2 separate regions of the Sus scrofa genome follow, and region 1 is linked to region 2. The links are chromatin contacts, called in public HiChIP or PLAC-seq maps. All regions are on one chromosome and are shown on one strand. Each heading gives the region's core, a stretch centred on a gene start, on an enhancer-like site or on the middle of the called end of the contact. The rest is flanking DNA. Distances are from core to core; before and after follow the strand shown. Region 1 has its middle 38 kb from the start of PIK3R1. Region 2 has its middle 82 kb from the start of CD180.

Region 1 (2,744 bases), core at 215-2,714, 730 kb before region 2:
GGGTGATATGGTAGTTCTATATATAGTTTTCTGAGGTACTTCCATACTATTTTCCATAGTGGTTGTACAAATTTACGTTCCCACCAACAGTGCAGGAGGGTTAAGAAGATTCTGAATAGGATGCTCCTCTCCTCTCTACCCAGGGCCCTCCAGACTAAGACTCCACCATGAGCACCTTTCACCTTGCACTTCCCCGACCCTGCTTCCCTTGTCCAGGACTACCAACAGGATGCTGGACCAGGCTGAGCTGGACAGCCATAGCCAGGTAGCCAGTTGGATCCCTCTCCAGTGATAACAAAGGTCTGGAGTCTCAGAGGGCTTTTCCTAGGACAAGACGTACCTCCAGATCAAGAAATTATTTCAGCTGTGGCATGATCAACAAGTTCTGGAGCGGAAGGAAACCTTTCTAAACCACAAATAACAAAAAACATCTATCTATTATGTCAGAAGACAAAGTTGTCTTTCTATTCTCTGTACATAAAATGGCATTGTAAAATTTTTACCATGTGAAAAAAGATCAATGAGTATAACGCCAAAAATATAGGGAAAAGATGTATTACATAGATGGGTCAGCACTTAAGTTGTAATTGTAGCAAAAATTGTTAATTAAAACTAATGATGATAATGCTATTTTTCTGGATGCTTTCTAGAATTTGTAATTTTTTATGCTTTGATTTTTTTCATTTGAAATCAATTTGTACCTTGAACCTAGTTTCATATTCTCTTTCATAAAGAGGGTTCCACATTTGAGAAGCTTCAGGCCTCATAAATTTTGGGATCTACCCTGACAGAGGTCTTTTTCTCTGAAGAGGCAGGAGAAAGAACTTAAGAAATCACTAAAATCACAAGAGACTGGTTTCCACAGTTTTTCTTCTCTCCATTAAACCTTCACCTTCTCATATTTGGTTGTGCATTTATTAAAAAAGTTTAGTAGAGCCAATAAGGAGTAATCAAAATATCCAAATTCAAAAGACCCAACTGAGCCAACCTCACTCAAAAATCAAGGGCCCAACTCTGTCTTCCTAATTTGGAAGAAGACAAACTTGCCTGGATTGGTTTTTGGAATAGGAATTACTTGAGAAGTGCAGAGTTCCAGAAATTGAAGAGCGTATCATTTTGTCAGTACACTTCTTTTAAAACGAGTTATTAATACAGAGGCAGCCACTATCAAATGTCTTCCTACAACACATCAACCGTTATTTTCCATCTATTCAGGAGGGACTGGCAAGGCTGAGAGCCAATGAAGGAAAAAGAAATGACTGCCCATTTTGTTGCACCGAAACCAAAGGACTCTTGATTTATCAGGACGTCTGGCACACTCTTTTTCAGGGGTGGGGGGAGGAATGGGTGGTGGAAATTAAGGGTTGTAAATTTTATAAATCAAGCCCTCTAAAGTAGGCCAATTGGTCAGCTGCAAACTTGGCAGCATCACGAAGCATGTGTGCTGGGGCAGCTTCAGAACACAATGTTCTGGTTCACTCTGCGAGCAAAGGGAAGTGGAATAAGGGCTCAACCCAGGACAGAGGGAGGACTCAGCACAGACATGCAAGAGGCTGAGAGACAAAGGAACACTAAGGAATAAAGGCAATGTCCTTGGACTGCTGACCACAAAGACGTGTGTGTGTGTGTGTGTGTGTGTGTGTGTGTGTGAGAGAGAGAGAGAGAGAGAGAGAGAGAGAAAGGAGAGAGAAAGACTGATTAGAGCCTTCAAAAGAGGTGCTGTGGTTCTGATGTTTACTGAAACTAAATTCTGGAAAATTCAGAGAAGTTGTAGGATTAATGATTGATTAGAAAGTAAAAACTGAATACTTTGGGCAAGAGTAATGGTGAAATTTTGCAAAAGTACTTGGGAATAATGTTGAGTCTATAAACTTTGAACCATAACGATGTGTGGAATGAAGAGAAAAAGAATATTTAAAAAAAAAAAAAGGATAGCCTGAAACATAGATTTTTAGATCCAAATTTAATCAGGACCTGGCAGGGCTTTTTCAAAAGCAAATTTACATTTCATATTATTTCAATAATTACTTGGTTGCTAATGAATATAATAATAATGTGTGATATATAAAAATAACTTAAAATAGTTGGCATATTTGGGCAACCAGCCCCCTCAGATATTTTCAAATAGTTTATAAGAAAGTTAACGGAATATTTAGAGTGAAAAAAAGAAGAAATAGTGTTAACAGTTTAAGAAAAGGAGCCAGTAGTAAATTATACTTTAATTTATAAAACATTCTGTGAAATGGTCCTGACTGCTTATAACCTTGAGATTTTTATTTTCATTCTAGTGATTTAGAATTGTGTCATGGTGATATTCCACTCACCAGAATCACTTGCAATTGATAGCATGCGATGAGCAAGTTCAATGTGTTTTTCTTCAAATATCCAGTACTGTCATAAGCTTGAAAGGATAGAGAGCAAACGTGATAATTGCTAAATTCCAAATGTACACTATCATTAAAATTTTTTAAATTGAAAATAATTGCCGAAGGAATGTCACTGTCTTTGATTTACAGGAGAGAAGTTCAAGTTTAAATGAAAAATGATTTTTACTTAAGAGCATCTCTTTCTCCTCTAACACAGGGAAGAAAAAAAAAAAAAAAAAGGATACCTTATGCATCAGTGTAAAAAACCAGAGACCGCAGTGGCCAAGACTCAGCTGGTCTTTGTAAAGCGGTTTATAGCTTTCAGCTAAAATCTCTAAGTGAGAATTCTCATTCTCAGCTGCTGGCTCCCTGAGAGCT
Region 2 (2,841 bases), core at 55-2,554:
ATTATTTTTCCCCCAAAAGCCCAGCCGAGACTAGGAAACAAGTATGGACCAGAACATGTATCTCCAACTGTCCTCACATTACCATGAAAACGTAATAGATTTAGAGAATCACAGCTTCCCCCCCCAAGAGAATATACCAGAATAACCTTAGAATCACTGATGTGTAACAGCATATTCAAAGATTAAGGTGTTTAGGTATCCAGTTCAGGAGTTCTTAACATTTGGAAAACCAAAGACTGCTTTAGGGAATATGACCAAAGCAATGAGCTTCCCCAGAAAAATGCCCATAGCATAAAGATATATACATACTGCAAACTATTCTGGATGGTTCAAAGACCCTTGAAGCCCTCTGGATCATGAGCAAGAGACATCTAACCTAGCCATCTCCCACTTTCCTACCCCATTATGAAATGAGAAAGCAGAGGGCTCAATGGGTAGAACACTCTCTAGTTTTGAAAAGCCAAGGTTGAGGCGGAGCCAAAGCTAGTTACATTTACCTCAATTCCTAAAGCAGGATTTTTTTCTACTGCTTTGTAAATCAAAGACATTTCCATCCTTTTTATTTATATTTTAGCTCCAAGATACATGAAAATCAGTGTCTTCTGTTGCCACTCAACAAGAGCATGCTTATTTTACATACAGATTGATTTTTTTTTTTTTAATTCTGGGAAAGGAAGGTTCTAATGAGAGCTACCTGGATACTCTTAAAGTGAGCATCCCACTTATCCCCATCAGGCTCCTCCTGGGGGTAACAGTCTGTACTCAAATCATCCACCACAGGCCCTGCTGGCTGGACATCTCTGTGAAGCAGTTTCATCTTAGTCTCATTAGTGTTCAGCTGAGAACTTTGTCCCCCTTTCCCCCTCTCTATTCAGAACATGGGCTGCTGTTCTTTCCAAATCAAGGGCAAACCTTCCAAGTTGTCATGGGGCCAAACTCCCAGCTCGCCCCTGACTCATAAATCCTCCTGAAATCCAGGCCCAATGCTGTATTTGTGAAGGGGCCCTTTAGACAATAAAGCAGAAGTTTGGGTGGGTTCTCATAGAACTTCAGAGTATGTAATATATCTTTATCACTTGGCTAAGGCTGCTAATTAAAAGTTACTCTGGACCAATATTATTTGGATCCCTTTCTTCCTTCACTTTGCAAGAGAAAGGACTAGTCCTCAGAGAGGCAAAGATTCTAGGAAAAAGTAGAACACTGGTTGCATAAAAACTTTTTTAACCAAGTATGTGGAATGCTAATCTTTCCAAAACTGGTCATTATCTGGGGGTGCCGTAGTCATTGCTTAATGGGAGAGGCCGCACGGAACAAAAAATGCAGGTCCTTGGGACACTGCTGGGCCTGTCCCAAGGAGGGGAGGCCCTGGTGCCAGGTCAGATCAGTCCAGGCCATCAAGGGTGACAATCTTAAGCCTTTGCTGTGACATCCAAATCTGTGCTCATTGCATCTGCCCTCTCCCACAAAGGCTTTTAAGACACACACAGCAGAGCCACATTTAGGGCCCCTTATGAACCACATGTTAAACCCCAAAGTCTGATTTGGCTTCCAAAGGTCATTTCAATGCAGGAAGCTGTAGGAAATGTTCCCATCCTTATTATCCCAGAGCTGCTTGAAGTCCAGCACACTCTGGGATCATCCCATTTCTCACATGGGAGGAGCAGCAGATATCTTGGACCTGGGGCAGAGCTGCCCACGGGAGGGCCTCACCAGCCACAGAGGGGAGAGGAGCTGGTGTGGTTCCTCTGCATGGAGGCCTGATAGTGTGCACTGGAAAGGCTCCTGGCGTTGCTGGCCCTGGCTTCGCTTTCCAGAGCTTGCTCTAAGCTGACTATAACCTTGCCAAGAAGAATCTCAAGATCTAATCCTCAACTCAACAATAGCTTGGTCTTCTTAAAGATCAAGTCTGCCCCTCTCACCTTCCCACACTCCCTGGGTGACTGTCTCCATCAGTCCCACTAGGTTCAGGATCCTGGATCATCCACCTCTGCCCCTTCTCTTCCAGTGTGTTGACAGCATAAATTGTATGAACTACTCAGGATCTTTCCATTTTTAAGAGTCCATTTTTGGCACTTTTACTTCTAGATATACAGCCAAAAGCATTGCATTGAAAGCAGGGACTCAAAGAAATATTTGTATATGGCAGCGTTATTCACAATGGCCGAAAGATGGAAGCAATCACAGTCTGAAGTAGATGGATGGATAAGCAAAATATGACATACACAGACAATGGAGTACTATTTTATCTTAAAAAGAAATGAAGTTCAGACACAAGCTACAACATGGATGAGCCCTGTCAACATTATGCTAAGTGAAATAAGCCAAGCACAAAGGGACAGATAATGTATGCTTCCATTTGTGTGCATTACCTAGAGTATAAAAATTCATAGAGATGAAAAGTATAATGGTGGTTGCCAGGGGCTGGGAGGACAGGGAATGGAGCGTTGTTGTGTGATGGGTACGGAGTTTCAGTTTGGAAAGATGAAAAAGTTCTGGAGGTGGATGGTAGTGATGGTTGCACGTTTTGAATATATTAATGTCTTTGAACTAAACACTTTAAAATGGTTAAAAGGATAAATTTTATGCTATATATATTTCACCACCATTTTTTTAAATGTTAAGAGTCCATATTTGGAAGCAAAATAAAACATTACAAAAAATAACCTAGAATGTCAGCTCTTTGGAGCATATATGCTTTAGGCAATGCTATTGAAATTGAGCACAGAAGTCATTTCAGAGGCTGCCCTTCACTTTTTCACCCCCCTGTTGTACCTCAGCACCTACCCTCAAGTTGCTGGTGGCTCCTGGAGGCCAGGGAGATAGAGCACCCCTGCAAGCCCT

Evidence for each region. HiChIP or PLAC-seq counts read pairs in DNA pulled down with a chosen protein or histone mark.
Region 1: a contact with region 2 is called in an H3K27ac HiChIP or PLAC-seq map of skeletal muscle. The contact joins two enhancer-like sites. A contact is called at or near these places in 2 of 2 datasets of contacts at active chromatin or transcription factors (alveolar macrophages and skeletal muscle).

Annotation. Positions count from the first base shown.
Region 1 is chr16:46,395,666-46,398,409 of Sscrofa11.1, reverse strand. No RefSeq gene overlaps it. Among named protein-coding and RNA genes, the nearest start is that of PIK3R1, 38 kb to the left of the region's middle. Within about 2 kb of position 1,464, at least 32 of the 83 cell types and tissues checked have an H3K27ac peak or open chromatin away from gene starts, as enhancers often do. A contact at or near this core is called in skeletal muscle, where this site is marked.
Region 2 is chr16:45,668,979-45,671,819 of Sscrofa11.1, reverse strand. No RefSeq gene overlaps it. Among named protein-coding and RNA genes, the nearest start is that of CD180, 82 kb to the right of the region's middle. Within about 2 kb of position 1,304, at least 14 of the 83 cell types and tissues checked have an H3K27ac peak or open chromatin away from gene starts, as enhancers often do. A contact at or near this core is called in skeletal muscle, where this site is marked.